2 separate regions of the Pan troglodytes genome follow, and region 2 is linked to region 1. A link is a contact called in public HiChIP or PLAC-seq data. All regions are on one chromosome and are shown on one strand. The core of a region is the stretch at or near the end of the contact, and the rest is flanking DNA. Distances in the headings are between cores, read along the strand shown.

The links. HiChIP or PLAC-seq counts read pairs in DNA pulled down with a chosen protein or histone mark.
Region 2: a contact with region 1 is called in an H3K4me3 HiChIP or PLAC-seq map of stem cell-derived excitatory neurons, with 5 times the contacts expected there. The contact joins the promoter of PAIP2 here to the promoter of EGR1 in region 1. A contact is called at or near these places in 1 of 7 Hi-C or Micro-C datasets (stem cell-derived neural progenitor cells) and 1 of 1 datasets of contacts at active chromatin or transcription factors (stem cell-derived excitatory neurons).

The regions. Positions count from the first base shown.
Region 1 is chr4:136,191,551-136,199,476 of NHGRI_mPanTro3-v2.0_pri, forward strand. EGR1 (early growth response 1) reads left to right here and starts at 3,092. Exons shown (of 2, transcript XM_009449740.5): 1 at 3,092-3,685; 2 at 4,374-6,920. The coding sequence starts at 3,376. The coding sequence ends at 5,698.
Region 2 is chr4:137,055,209-137,063,134 of NHGRI_mPanTro3-v2.0_pri, forward strand. It overlaps PAIP2 (poly(A) binding protein interacting protein 2), which reads left to right and starts at 4,299. Exons shown (of 4, transcript XM_517964.8): 1 at 4,299-4,434.

The DNA of each region.
Region 1 (7,926 bases), core at 1,842-4,341:
ATTATTTATTTATTTGAGACAGAGTCTCGCTCTGTCGCCCAGGCTTGAGTGCAGTGTTGTGATCTCGGCTCACTGCAAGCTCCACCTCCCGGGTTCACGCCACTCTCCTGCCTCAGCCTCCGGAGTAGCTGGGACTACAGGTGGCCACCACCACGCCCGGCTAATTTTTTTGTATTTTTAGTAGAAACGGGGTTTCACCGTGTTAGCCAGGATGGTCTTGATCTCCTGATCTCATGATCCGCCTGCCTCGGCCTCCCAAAGTGCTGGGATTACAGGCATGAGCCACTGTGCCAGGCCCCATGTGGGTATTATTAACATTAGCCCCATTTTACAGTTGAAGAAAGTGAGACACAAAAAGCGTGGCTGGCTGGGCACGGTGGCTCACGCCTGTAATACCAGCACTTTGGGAGGCCAAGGCAGGTGGATCACCTGAGATCAGGAGTTCAAGATCAGGCTGGCCAACATGGTGAAACCTGGTCTCTACTAAAAATACAAAAATTAGCCAGGTGTGGTGGGGTGCACCTGTGGTCCCAGCTACTAGGGAGGCTGAGGCAGGAAAATAGCTTGAACCCAGGAGGCGGAGGTCGCAGTGAGCCAAAATTGCCCCATTGCACTCCAGCCTGGGTGACACAGGGAGACTCTGTCTTAAAAAAAGCAAAAACAAACAAGTAAACAAAAAGCTTGGCTGGCTGGGTGCTGTGGCTCACACCTGGAATCCCAGCACTTTGGGAGGCCGAAGTGGGTGAATCGCTTGAGCTCAAGAGTTCAAGACCAGCCTGGGCAACCCAGCGAAACCCCTCTCTACGAAAATACAAAAAAAAAAAAAAAAAAAAAGTAAAAGCCAGGCGTGGTGGCAGGCACCTGTAGTCCAAGCTACTCGAGAGGAGGAGGCTGGAGGATCACTTGAGCCTGGGAGGCGGAGGTTGCAGTGAGCTCGCGCCACTGCACTCCAACCTGGGTGCCAGCGTGAGACCCCGTCTCAGAAAGAATAAAAACATTAAAAAAAAAATTGGCTAAGGTACCCTACCAGGGAGTGGCAAAATGGATATTCAGACACAAGACCATCTGCGCTGCAACAGCCTGGCCTTCCTGCCCTTGCGGCAGGAGTCCTCTGAGAAGCGCATCACTCCTGCCCCAATGGACAACTCGGTAGACAGTGGGAGTGAGCCCCCCACCTCCCCAGCGGACTTGAGACGGCAGGCTCCGAGACGAGGGAGTCCTGGTTCATTAAGTTGGTTTTTATAAGAAAACATGTTTGGAGGGGGGACAGCCACAGAGGGATTAAGTCCAAGAAAGTTACACCCTCCCCCACCTAATCCCCCTGACCCCGACCTCCAGAGGCTGTTGGGGTTCACAGAGGCCCTCACCTCCTCCCTTCCCTCTCGGTGTCGTCAAGCACCCTCCTTCCCCACATTCTCTTTCTGCTTTCTTTTTAAATCCAGAAAAAACAGCACCTCCTCTGGATTCAGAGCTACAGCAGGAGGAGCCTTCCCTTCCCGGAATCCCTGTTCCCTTTGGGGTGCGCAATTGACTGCGTCGTGGGGGCGGGGAGGGCTTCCCTGTTCGCGTTCGGCCCCAGGGAGACCTGCGGGAATCGTTCTCCCCCGCCACCACCCACCCCCTGCTTCCTTCTCCCCCTCGCCTTGGCCAGGCTCGGGGTGAGGAGTGTTATCCCGGAGTCTGGGCGCCTCGGCAGTGACGGCTCCCCAGGGACTGCAGGGGGAGCCCGGGCTGCAGCGCCTGCTCAGTTCGTGCTCACTGCGTCGAAGGCTCCCCCGGCCTGGCTCCGCGCCCAGCGCCGCATCCGGGAGGGGGAGCGAGGAGGCGGCGGAAGAGCCCGCGCGGCCGGAGTCCGGGGCTGGGAGTGGAGAGGGAACCTCCAGGGGGCAGCACCGAGCCGCCAAGCCGGTCCTCTCTTCGCGCCCAGCCCGGGGTCCCCAGATAGCCCATAGGGAAGCCCCCCTTTTGGATTCCCGCAGTGTGGGCCGGCCCTCCACCTGGACTGGATAAAGGGGGGAAAGTGATCCCTCACCACAAGGACCATTATCTCCTGGTGAGAACAGGAATCAGGTCTCTCTTGGGGCAATCAGCTTCCCCACTTCGGTCCCCCAAAGGTGGGCTCTTTGCCGGCGGGGACTAGGGAACAGCCTTTCGGTTCCGGGGGAGCACAGGGGACCCCAGGCACCAGCAGCCCCATCCCACCGACAGGTGGCAGAGGCAAGGCAGCTCACTGCTATACAGTGTCCCAAGAACCAAGTGGCCGTGACTTCCTATCCTCAGTTTCCCAGCGACACCCGGAAAGACACCGTGCCATAGGTCGAGGCCCGGGGTCAAGGCCCCGCCTCTCCTGGGCGGCCCCTGCCCAGGCGGGCCCAGCCGCTCCTCCCCCGCACTCCCGGCTCGCTCTCACGGTCCCTGAGGTGGGCGGGCGGGCCCTGGATGACAGCGATAGAACCCCGGCCCGACTCGCCCTCGCCCCCGCTCTGGGTCTGGGCTTCCCCAGCCTAGTTCACGCCTAGGAGCCGCCTGAGCAGCCGCGCGCCCAGCGCCACACGCCACGAGCCCTCCCCGCCTGGGCGTCCCCGGATCCCGCGAGCGCTCGGGCTCCCGGCTTGGAACCAGGGAGGAGGGAGGGAGCGAGGGAGCAACCAGCTGCGACCCGGAAATGCCATATAAGGCGCAGGAAGGATCCCCCGCCGGAACAACCCTTATTTGGGCAGCGCCTTATTTGGAGTGGCCCGATATGGCCCGGCCGCTTCCGGCTCTGGGAGGAGGGAAGAAGGCGGAGGGAGGGGCGGGGGCAACGCGGGAACTCCGGAGCTGCGCGGGTCCCGGAGGCCCCGGCGGCGGCTAGAGTTCTAGGCTTCCCCGAAGCCTGGGCGCCTGGGATGCGGGCGCGGGCGCGGGCCCTAGGGTGCAGGATGGAGGTGCCGGGCGCTGTCGGATGGGGGGCTTCACGTCACTCCGGGTCCTCCCGGCCGGTCCTGCCATATTAGGGCTTCCTGCTTCCCATATATGGCCATGTACGTCACGACGGAGGCGGGCCCGTGCGGTTCCAGACCCTTCAAATAGAGGCGGATCCGGGGAGTCGCGAGAGATCCCAGCGCGCAGAACTTGGGGAGCCGCCGCCGCCATCCGCCGCCGCAGCCAGCTTCCGCCGCCGCAGGACCGGCCCCTGCCCCAGCCTCCGCAGCCGCGGCGCGTCCACGCCCGCCCGCGCCCAGAGCGAGTCGGGGTCGCCGCCTGCGCGCTTCTCAGTGTTCCCCGCGCCCCGCATGTAACCCGGCCAGGCCCCCGCAACTGTGTCCCCTGCAGCTCCAGCCCCGGGCTGCGCCCCCCCGCCCCGACACCAGCTCTCCAGCCTGCTCGTCCAGGATGGCCGCGGCCAAGGCCGAGATGCAGCTGATGTCCCCGCTGCAGATCTCTGACCCGTTCGGATCCTTTCCTCACTCGCCCACCATGGACAACTACCCTAAGCTGGAGGAGATGATGCTGCTGAGCAACGGGGCTCCCCAGTTCCTCGGCGCCGCCGGGGCCCCAGAGGGCAGCGGCAGCAACAGCAGCAGCAGCAGCAGCGGGGGCGGTGGAGGCGGCGGGGGCGGCAGCAACAGCAGCAGCAGCAGCAGCAGCACCTTCAACCCTCAGGCGGACACGGGCGAGCAGCCCTACGAGCACCTGACCGCAGGTAAGCAGTGGCCTACGCCGAGGGGGAACCCTTTCGCCACCATCCTGGCGTCCTGTCCTTCACCGCAGGAGTGCTCCTGGATCTTAGAATGAGAGCCGGGTTTCCCTTTCATTCCTCGCATCCCCAGAGTCATGTGTTAGAGGGATGCCAAGGAACCCCACACAGCCCACCCCCTGCCCTCATCCCTAGCGGAGCGCAGAGGACCGAGCTTTTGTTTTGGATGGAGAGCTCTGGAGCTGCGTGGGTGGGTGGAGGGGGAGGGCTTGTTTTGATGAGCGGGGCTGCGCCCCCCACCTCCAGTAAGACTTGCCTTGCCTTGCTTGCCGCCTGTCCCCAAGGAAGGACCGTGATCCTTGGCCGTGGATGTCCCGGCAGCCCGGGTTTGGGGGCGCGCACTAGCCGCGGCCGTGGGGGTGCTGGCGGGAATCCCTCGCCCGCACAGCCGCCGCTGCGGAGCGCTGCGAGCTGCAGTGGAGGGGGATTCTCCGTATTTGCGTCAGCTGTTGTTGAAATGGGCTCTGCCACTGGTGCGGGTCCAGGAACATTGCAATGTGCTGCTATCAATTATTAACTACCTCGGGAGTCAATGGTAGCCGGCCTGGTCTCTTGCCTGGCAGCTCGGGTCATCCTCGTCCTCCAGTGATTGCTTTCCAGTAACCAGGCCTCCCGCTTCTCTCTCTCCTGCCAGAGTCTTTTCCTGACATCTCTCTGAACAACGAGAAGGTGCTGGTGGAGACCAGTTACCCCAGCCAAACCACTCGACTGCCCCCCATCACCTATACTGGCCGCTTTTCCCTGGAGCCTGCACCCAACAGTGGCAACACCTTGTGGCCCGAGCCCCTCTTCAGCTTGGTCAGTGGCCTAGTGAGCATGACCAACCCACCGGCCTCCTCGTCCTCAGCACCATCTCCAGCGGCCTCCTCCTCCTCCGCCTCCCAGAGCCCACCCCTGAGCTGCGCAGTGCCATCCAACGACAGCAGTCCCATTTACTCAGCGGCACCCACCTTCCCCACGCCGAACACTGACATTTTCCCTGAGCCACAAAGCCAGGCCTTCCCGGGCTCGGCAGGGACAGCGCTCCAGTACCCCCCTCCTGCCTACCCTGCCGCCAAGGGTGGCTTCCAGGTTCCCATGATCCCCGACTACCTGTTTCCACAGCAGCAGGGGGATCTGGGCCTGGGCACCCCAGACCAGAAGCCCTTCCAGGGCCTGGAGAGCCGCACCCAGCAGCCTTCGCTAACCCCTCTGTCTACTATCAAGGCCTTTGCCACTCAGTCGGGCTCCCAGGACCTGAAGGCCCTCAATACCAGCTACCAGTCCCAGCTCATCAAACCCAGCCGCATGCGCAAGTACCCCAATCGGCCCAGCAAGACGCCCCCCCACGAACGCCCTTACGCTTGCCCAGTGGAGTCCTGTGATCGCCGCTTCTCCCGCTCCGACGAGCTCACCCGCCACATCCGCATCCACACAGGCCAGAAGCCCTTCCAGTGCCGCATCTGCATGCGCAACTTCAGCCGCAGCGACCACCTCACCACCCACATCCGCACCCACACAGGCGAAAAGCCCTTCGCCTGCGACATCTGTGGGAGAAAGTTTGCCAGGAGCGATGAACGCAAGAGGCATACCAAGATCCACTTGCGGCAGAAGGACAAGAAAGCAGACAAAAGTGTTGTGGCCTCTTCGGCCACCTCCTCTCTCTCTTCCTACCCATCCCCGGTTGCTACCTCTTACCCGTCCCCGGTTACTACCTCTTATCCATCCCCGGCCACCACCTCATACCCATCCCCTGTGCCCACCTCCTTCTCCTCTCCCGGCTCCTCGACCTACCCATCCCCTGTGCACAGTGGCTTCCCCTCCCCGTCGGTGGCCACCACGTACTCCTCTGTTCCCCCTGCTTTCCCGGCCCAGGTCAGCAGCTTCCCTTCCTCAGCTGTCACCAACTCCTTCAGCGCCTCCACAGGGCTTTCGGACATGACAGCAACCTTTTCTCCCAGGACAATTGAAATTTGCTAAAGGGAAAGGGGAAAGAAAGGGAAAAGGGAGAAAAAGAAACACAAGAGACTTAAAGGACAGGAGGAGGAGATGGCCATAGGAGAGAAGGGTTCCTCTTAGGTCAGATGGAGTTTCTCAGAGCCAAGTCCTCCCTCTCTACTGGAGTGGAAGGTCTATTGGCCAACAATCCTTTCTGCCCACTTCCCCTTCCCCAATTACTATTCCCTTTGACTTCAGCTGCCTGAAACAGCCATGTCCAAGTTCTTCACCTCTATACAAAGAACTTGATTTGCATGGATTTTGGATAAATCATTTCAGTATCATCTCCATCATATGCCTGACCCCTTGCTCCCTTCAATGCTAGAAAATCGAGTTGGCAAAATGGGGTTTGGGCCCCTCAGAGCCCTGCCCTGCACCCTTGTACAGTGTCTGTGCCATGGATTTCGTTTTTCTTGGGGTACTCTTGATGTGAAGATAATTTGCATATTCTATTGTATTATTTGGAGTTAGGTCCTCACTTGGGGGAAAAAAAAAAAAAGAAAAGCCAAGCAAACCAATGGTGATCCTCTATTTTGTGATGATGCTGTGACAATAAGTTTGAACCTTTTTTTTTGAAACAGCAGTCCCAGTATTCTCAGAGCATGTGTCAGAGTGTTGTTCCGTTAACCTTTTTGTAAATACTGCTTGACTGTACTCTCACATGTGGCAAAATATGGTTTGGTTTTTCTTTTTTTTTTTTTTGAAAGTGTTTTTTCTTCGTCCTTTTGGTTTAAAAAGTTTCACGTCTTGGTGCCTTTTGTGTGATGCGCCTTGCTGATGGCTTGACATGTGCAATTGTGAGGGACATGCTCACCTCTAGCCTTAAGGGGGGCAGGGAGTGATGATTTGGGGGAGGCTTTGGGAGCAAAATAAGGAAGAGGGCTGAGCTGAGCTTCGGTTCTCCAGAATGTAAGAAAACAAAATCTAAAACAAAATCTGAACTCTCAAAAGTCTATTTTTTTAACTGAAAATGTAAATTTATAAATATATTCAGGAGTTGGAATGTTGTAGTTACCTACTGAGTAGGCGGCGATTTTTGTATGTTATGAACATGCAGTTCATTATTTTGTGGTTCTATTTTACTTTGTACTTGTGTTTGCTTAAACAAAGTGACTGTTTGGCTTATAAACACATTGAATGCGCTTTATTGCCCATGGGATATGTGGTGTATATCCTTCCAAAAAATTAAAACGAAAATAAAGTAGCTGCGATTGGGTATGTGTTTCCTGGGTTAGGGGAAGGACTCTGCCCTATTGAGGGCTGTGAGGTTTTCTGAAGACTTGGCCTTTAGAGATACAAGGATCCTCCAGCCAGAGTCAGGCCCACTGTGTGAAACTGGAGTTCGTTATTTATGAGGACTGAGTATGGGTCTTCAAATAGGGTCTCGCTCTATCCACCCAGGCTGGAGTGCAGTAGTGTAATCACAGCTCACTGCAGCTTTGATGTCCCAGGCTCAAGTGATCCTCCCACCTCAGCCTCCTGAGTAGCTGGGACTGTAGGCACGTGCCACCACACTCCGTTAATGTTTATAGAGACAGGGTTTTGCCATGTTGCCCAGGCTGGAGTTCTTCTTGATAATGGGCCTGTTCATCTTCAGTCTGTTGGGCCGAAGCTTTACCTTGGTTAGCTAAAGCCAAGAAAGGCAAGAGTTAGGGCTGGGACATGTGTGGCCAAAGGCAGTGTTACTCTCCTGGCATCAAATGTTGGGCCAGTCCCGTCCCCCACCTCTACTCAGGGTTGGAAAATCCATGATCTTGGGAATCCCTGCCATGTGCAGTTAGGGGAGGTAAGAAGTGGGCACAAGGGCTTTAGGGAAACAGTAACAATGCTGGGGCCAACTCAGCCTCTCCCTCCCATTCCCCATGTCTCCAGCAACTTGAGGGCATCAAAGAAGCCTAGACGAGGTAAAGGGCAGTTCTCAAGCCAAGAATCCTTCCAGGAAGAAATTCTTATTACTTGCCAGCTGGAACTGCCATCCTTGGCAGCTTCGTGGGACAAAGGATAGAGTGGGCAGAAGGCTGGCCTGGTGTCTAAAGTTCCCATCCAGGCCAAATCTGTTCCCATTGTGTAGGAGGCCTGAGGTTCTTTTGGGCCCAGTCCCCTGAGGGACCACTCCCACTGCTGGGGCAATCCCTGTGGGCACGTGAGCATCTGCCTACTCTGTGAGAGGCCTTGACCTGGCCACAGCAGACACCATGGGAGGAATGTGG
Region 2 (7,926 bases), core at 3,049-5,548, 860 kb after region 1:
ACCACCCCCGGCTAATTTTTTGTATTTTTAGTAGAAACTGGGTTTCACTGTATTAGCCAGGATGGTCTCGATCTTCTGACCTCGTGATCCACCCACCTCGGCCTCCCAAAGTGCTGGGATTACAGGCATGAGCCACTGCGCCCACCCGAAGAATATTTTACTTTTTTTTTTTTTTTTTGAGACGGAGTGTCGCTCTGTCACCCAGGCTGGAGTGCAGTGGCGAGATCTCAGCTCACTGCAACCTCTGCCTCCTAGGTTCAAGCGATTCTCCTGCCTCAGCCTCCTGAGTAGCTAAGGTAACAGGTGCATGCCACCACACCTGGCTAATTTTTTGTATTTTTAGTAGAAACTGGGTTTCACTGTATTAGCCAGGATGGTCTCAATCTCTTGACCTCGTGATCCACCTGCCTCGGCCTCCCAAAGTGCTGAGATTACAAGCGTGAGCCACCGCGCCTGGCCAAGTTTGGCTCTTTAAGGCCAGGTGAGTTTTAAACTTCACTAAACAACTTTTTTAGGAAAACCCACCACTTACTGTCTGTGTATCCTTAGTGCCTAGATCAGTGCAGGCATAAGTAGGCATTTTAAAAGTTGAATAATACTTGATCCCCTCACCTTCTCATTCAGAGCAGGGACCTTTGCTTACCCTGCAGTGTTAGGCCCTTACTCAACCCTACGTACCCACTCTAGCTAGCTACATTCTCTGCCTACCTTGATACAAAGGAGCATAGGAACCATTACTGAAGCACTATAGGAACCTATGTAAGAGTTCATTTTGGGGGGGTGTGTTTTCTTGTTTATAAATGCAATATGCAATTCAAGCTTTCCTAGAGAATTTAGACAATATTTTTAAAATTCAGAAAATATTGACTCCTTTGAAATCTGTCCACCAGGAAGGCCGGGCACGGTGGCTCACGCATGTAATCCCAGCACCTTGGGGGGCCGAGGCAGGCGGATCAAGAGGTCAGGAGTTCAAGCCTTGCCAACATGGTGAAACCCCGTCTCTACTAAAAATACAAAAATTAGCTGGGCATGGTGGTGCGCGCCTGTAATCTCAGCTACTTGGGAGGCTGAGGCAGGAGAATCGCTTGAACTGGGACCTGGGAAGCAGAGGTTGCAGTGAGCCGAGATCGTGCCACTGCACTCCAGCCTGGGCTACAGAGCGAGACTCCATCTCAAAAAAAAAAAAAAAAAAAAGAAATCTGACCACCCGGAAATACTGCTATTAACATTTTGATGACCATTCTATCAGATACTTGGCATTTATACCTACTCGTGCCTGTTTACATATAAAATTTTGAACGATTTTACAAACATGCTGTTTTGCAACCTGCTCTTTTAAAAAGCATTGATATATTCTATATCAATGAATATACATATTTTAAATAACTATTTTAATGCATCATTATTCATTTAACCAATTTCCTGTTGATAGGCATTTTGATCTTTTGGGTTTTATAACCAGGCTATAAATATTCTTACATGTCTCTCTTTACATCTGTCCATTTGGGTAGATTCCTATATTTGGAATGTTTGGGTAAAAAGGTACATACTTTTTACATTATTGTTGAGAAATGAGGGGTCTGTAGGAAGGTGGTAATTTACAGTGGGGGCCTACTCATAGCCATCCTGGGCCTTCTGATTTCTACTTCAACCTCCATCTTAAGATGGTTACTATGTGAACCAGATAGGTAAATTTTTGCAGTGTTTTAAAACTGGATCTCTCTGTTGGTCCCATTGCAGTGTCTCTCCTTACCATTAGCAAACTTGTTAGCCTTCATTATTTTGTTTTCCATGTATAGATCATCACCATCACTATCCAAGTATAATATTGCTACATTGAAGTTTATTTTGCATGTGAGCAGAGCATTGCATGTCCTTATGTCTAGAGAATGCCAAGGAAATACTGGGCCCCTGACGCTTAGCCACTGTGGTGAACTCTCAGTGCGATCTGGAAATTGAGATCTTAACCCCTTTGTGTGGGAAAAACAGCATTGGCCTTTGAGTGTTCCACATGATTTATCAAATATTTTTTATTACCATTATAACCAGTTAAGTGGCTTGTGTTACTAAATAACAAATTCAATTATCTCATGTTTACCTTTTTGTTTATTTGTTTGTTTGTTTTAAGACAGAGTCTCACTCTGTCACCCAGGCTGGAATGCAATGGCATGCTCTGGGCTCACCACAACCTCCTCCTCCCGGGTTCAAGCGATTCTCCTGCCTCAGCCTCTTGGGTAGCTGAGACTACAGGCATGTGCCACCACATCCGGCTAATTTTTGTATTTTTATTAGAGATAGGATTTCACCATGTTGGCCAGGCTGGTCTCAAACACCTGACCTCATGATCTGCCCGCCTCAGCCTCCCAAAGTGCTGGGATTACAGGTGTGAGCCACCGCACCTGGCCTCATGCTTACCTTTTAAGAGAGTCTGGGTTAGGCCAGGCCCTGTGGCTCACGGCTGTAATCCCAGCACCTTGGGAAGCTGAAGCAGGCAGATCATTTGAGCCCAGGAGTTCAAGACCAGCCTGGGCAATGTGGCAAAACCTCATTTCTACAAAAAATTCAAAAATTAGCCAGGCATGGTGGTACACACCTGTGGTCTCAGCTACTTTGCAAGCTGAGGTTTGAGGATTGCTTGAGCCAGGGAGGTTGCGGCTGTAGTGAGCCGTGATCATGCCACTGCACTCCAACCTGGGTGATGGAAGACTGTGTCTTAAAAAGAGAGTCTGAGTCATCTCAGACTATATAAATACCTATTTTGTTATGTTCAGACTTCCTCCAGCCTCAGATTGATAGCTTATCTTCACAGTTTAGAATATAGATCTGTAAGTGCTGCCAAGGTGGTTGACCCAGGAGCTAGGGCAGAACTATCTGCATTCATTTCTTTGGGGCTTTGGATTGGCCCAGAAGAGTATTCAGTGAATGAAATAGCTCTGAAGAGGAACAACCTGGTTTCTAAATTCAAGCCTTCCCATGGAGGGAATTTTTTGTCTTAGTAAATACTACAAGCATATAGTTTTTAAAAGATTCAAAATTTTCAGGAGAAAAAGATAGTTATTTGCACCCATTTCCTAGTCGGTCATTTTCCCTCTCCAAAGGGAAGAAATTAGTTTGTGTCCCTTTTTCAAAGATAGTATCTACAGATTTGAACATCCAGATTTGTAAAACACATACTCTCGGCCGGGTGCGGTGGCTCACACCTGTAATCCTAGCACTTTGAGAGGCGGAGGCGGGTGGATCACGAGGTCAGGAGATCGAGACCATCCTGGCCAACACGGTGAAACCCCTATCTCTACTAAAAGTACAAAAATTGGCCGGGTGTCCTGGCGTGCTGCGCCTGTAGTCCCAGCTACTTGGGAGGCTGTGGCAGGAGAATCTCTTGAACCCGGGAGGCAGAGGTTGCAGTGAGCCAAGATGGCGCCACTGCACTCCAGCCTGGGCAAGAGAGCCAGACTCCGCCTCAAAAAAACAAAACAAAACAAAAAAACAAAAACATACTCTCTTCTTTACATTGCTTAGTGTCACTAGAAATATATCTTGGGGCTTGTCAACGATGACAGGAAGGAAGCATGGGTAAGAATAACTATGGGGCCAGTGCACCCAGGATCACGGACTACAAAATTCTTGAACCCGGAGGTCACACTCTTCTATCCTGTGTGGACAGGGCATTTCCTCCTTTAGCCACAAAGAAGTTGCACATGTATTTGTATTTTGCGTTTGCATCCAGCTTCAAAAAGTGTGTTTTTGTGCCTGCACGTGTCTGAGTGCGGATGTTTGCGTATCATTTAGTACGCCTCTGTGATTTCCCTTAGTTTATTATTTTTCTGTGTCAGGATCTTGACGTGACTCGGTGCATGTCGCTGTTTGTGTGACATTGTGTATCATTCTTGGGGTGTGTATGGGTATGTGTGTGCTATGTCATTACCTAAATATTACGTTTTTGGGGGGGTGTGTGATGTCTGTAAAAGTCCACGCCTGTGTATCTTGTCAGGGTGCTCTTCAGTCCCCAGCTGCCTCACTCATTGCATATCATCATTCTCGGAAGATGGGCGGGTGTGGGAACAGTGGTACGCCCCCATTCCTGCCTCCCAGAGAGAACGTGCGACAGCGTTCCTGCTACACCCGGCAGCCGGCCGTAGGGGCGCGCTGGAAAGGCTGCTGCGCGTGCACACGTGTGCAGCCTTGGAGACAGACTTCGGGGTCGCGCGTTCTCGCGCGCGCTCTCTAGTGGCTTCGGAGGGCAGAGCTGACAGAACAAGAGGGCGGGGTTGGCGGCGACGGAAGTGAAGTCACTTCCGGGCTGGGGTGTTTGTTTGGACTGGAGAAGGGAGGCGGCGGGCGAAGCGCACGTCGAGCGGGGGAGCGGCGCTGCCTGTGGAGATCCGCGGAGGCCGACAGGATTCGTTGGCTGCCGTCCCCGCTGCTGTGCATTGGGTGAGGGGTCCTCTCGGGCAGAGTGGCGACAGGGGTGCGGAGGTCGAGGGACAGCAAGTCGGCGACGGCAGAGGGGCCTAAAGGGTTCCCTGGGTGGTTGGCCACCGAGTCCATTGCGGCCTCCGTTGTTCATTGCCTCTTTCCACCAAGTCTGAGGGATGAGCTTGGGCCGACTTCGTCTCTGTCTTCTCCGAGACATGGCCGTCGCTTTTTTTTTTCATTGTCATTATTAATGATTTGGATCTCGCAGCTCTCTATCCGGGTCCTCAGTGGCGCGAGGGTTGCCGGGATAGCGCTTTCTCCTGTTCCCCATTCTCCCGGTCCTTTATCCCTCCGCCGGGTACCCTTTCCCCTGCCCCCCCTCCCACCGCCTCGGCAACAAAGCTTATTGTTTCTACCCGCTTTACGCCTGCGCGTCGCCACGCGCAGCCCCTACTTGCTGCGCGTGCGCGCCTCAGCAGAGGCTGGGGTTTGGGGAGAGAGGGGCGGAGGGACTGGCGGGCTCTTGGCGTCCTGGGGGAACGCTGCAACCGTCGACCGGCCTGATCAGAAGATCGTCTTTCTCCCGTTTCTTCGCCATCGCTACCCCTTATTTTTGGTTGTATTGCGGCTCATGCCCTGGAAAAAAGAACCTTTGGGGTACTGGGAACCCTTACCCTAGGAGGGCGTTGAGTTAGATGAACTTTAAGGTCCTCTTACCTTTTAATAATTTTCTGTGCTTACTCTCCTCCTTCCCCACCATCGCCACCAGAAATAAATAAGGCTTGTGGTGAACTTAGGTCTTCAAAACATTTGTTGCAGCAGCCAGCAGTGATATTTTTTAGGGACTCCTAAAAGGGGTCTTACCTGCTTCCTTTTGTTTCTTTTTTCCCTGATTTGGCACACGTATCAACTCATAAAAACCCCAAACTCTAGAAAGAATTTGGCTTCCAATTTGCCTTGGAAGGTGTAGCAGCTGACAGCCTTTGACGTTTATTTCAACGGAAAGTAGATGTTCATGTTGGGTGTGCTGGCTAATGTTGGAACGTGGTGGCATTGTTTTTTCACAAATTTCATTAGCGCAGTTAGATCAGGTGTTGGTTTATATTTTCATTAAGTCGCTTTTGAAATTTCTTCTGGCGTAGGTTGTGTTTGCAATAAGTAAAAGTTCTCTACAATAATTTTTAATGAGACTCCACTATTCGCTTTTGTGATTCTGTTTCCAGTTAGTGAAAGACAGGATATTTGGGGAAAATTAGTCTGTTTATACTACTTGTCAGTTGTGAACTTGAATAAAACTTTTCCACACACACACAAAATCACAGGATAGGTAACTTGACAAGAACTATAGAACCCACTTGTGTTTCTTTAAGGGATGGAGGTTAGGGAATGGAGATTTCCTCTAATGATTCAAGGCTGTGCACGTTGCTCCTTAGGAACTCAAATTGAGGTAGGTAATTTCACCCTCTTTTGGTCAGAATGAGTTTATAGCAGGCTTTTCCTTAAATAAGCACTCTGCACTTTATTCAGGTTTATCACTTTATGACTCTAGAGTGTGATGCTCCAGTTTTAGTGAAAAACTTGAACACTTAGCACAGCAATTTGGTTGATACTGTGGGAGATTAAAGAATGTGGAAGGCAAGACCTCTGCCCACTTGTAATCTAATAACCTTTCGTGCTTTTAAAACATTTTCTTGTAATTTACATCCTATTGTCATTCATTATCATGAAACGTGAAATGGGCAGAGCAAGTTTTTTTTTTTTTTTTTTTTTTTTGAGATGGAGTCTCACTCTGTCGCCAGGCTGGAGTGCTGGAGTGCAGTGGTGCAATTGGCTCACTGCAACCTCCGCCTCCCCGGGTTCAAGCGATTCTCCTGCCTCCGCCTCCCTAGTAGCTGGGACTACAGGCGCTTGCCACCACGCCTGGCTAATTTTTTGTATTTTTAGTAGAGACAGGGTTTCACCGTGTTAGCCAGGATGGTCTCGATCTCCTGACTTTGTGATCCGCCCCCGTCGGCCTCCCAACAGAGCAAGTTTTATCTTGCCCATTTGGGAATTAAAGAAATAGAAGCCTGAAAGATTATTTTTATTTAGCAAATATTTATATAACAATAATGCCAGGCATTGTTCTCATTGCCTTTACAAATATTAACTAATTTGATCCACAACATAGCTAGAAGGTAGGCCCTACTGTAAAATGAAGATGACAAATGAGATGTGAAGTAACTTTCCCAATGTCACAGAGCTATGATAGTCGGAATTCAAATCCAGATAGTCCAGAGATTCTATGCTCTTAACCATTATGTGGTGCTGTGTGATTTAGTGACAGGTCTAGGGTACTTTAAGGTGGCTATGTAGCATAGCTGGGATTTGAACCTACGTCTTCTGACTGTGGTCTAAGATTAAAGTTGTCCAAGTCATTGCCTTTGTGATCTAGACCACCTGTTGCACAGGTGCATGAATAGTTTGCATTTGATATAGGCTAAGGTTCAGTTCCAAAAAACTCCCTTTTTTCTTAATTTTTTCATTGTTTAGAGTGGTGCTGTCCAATGATGTAGGTACTGTGTGTGGTTATGAGCACTTGAGATGTGGCTAGTGTAAATGAAGAACTAAATTTTAATCAAATAGATCTGTGTAGCCGATGGCCACCATATTGGATGGGCACACGTTTGGAGAATTTGAATAGCCTCTGCTTCTTATATCAGTTTGTATAAATTTGGGTGGCATTTCTAATGTACTTGAGCTTTTATCAGTTAGGATGACCCATTCTTGCTCTCACCTAATTACCCTTGTTACACTACAGTTGAGATTAGGGTAGACTTTGGGGTTTTCCTGTGACATTGTTTCACCTCTGTAGATTTAAGATCTCTAATTTTTACCTTGTCCCTTGGTCTAGAGACCTTTAACTGCCCTAAATATTTAATCACCGAGATAGTTAATGCCAATTGTTATGTGCCAGGTTCTCTAACTAGGTACTATTATTAATTCCCATGCAACAGATGAGGAAACCGAGACTCAGGTTAAATAACTTGCCATGGTCACACAGTTAGTAAAGCAGCCTGGTTCCAGAGCCCATGGGTTTTTGTTGTTGTTGTTGTTGTTGTTTTTGAAACGGAGTCTTGCTCAACTGTTGCCCAGGCTGGAGTGCAGTGGCGCGATCTCGGCTCACTGCACGCTCCACCTCCAGGGTTCATGCCATTCTTCTGCCTCAGCCTCCTGAGTAGCTGCGCCCGACACCACACCTGGCTACTTTTGTTTTTGTATTTTTAATAGAGACGGGGTTTCACCGTGTTAGCCAGGATAGTCTCGATCTCCTGACCTCGTGATCCAACGGCCTTGGCCTCCCAAAGTGCTGGGATTACAGGTGTGAGCCACCGCGCCCAGCCCAGAGCCCATGTTTTTTAATCGTTACCTTACTGTGCCAAATAGTAAAACAAAAAATTCGGTGCTTTTCACAGACTTCAGAGTGGAAAACAGACCAATTGAAAAATGTTGCGATCCTCTTTAACTGCC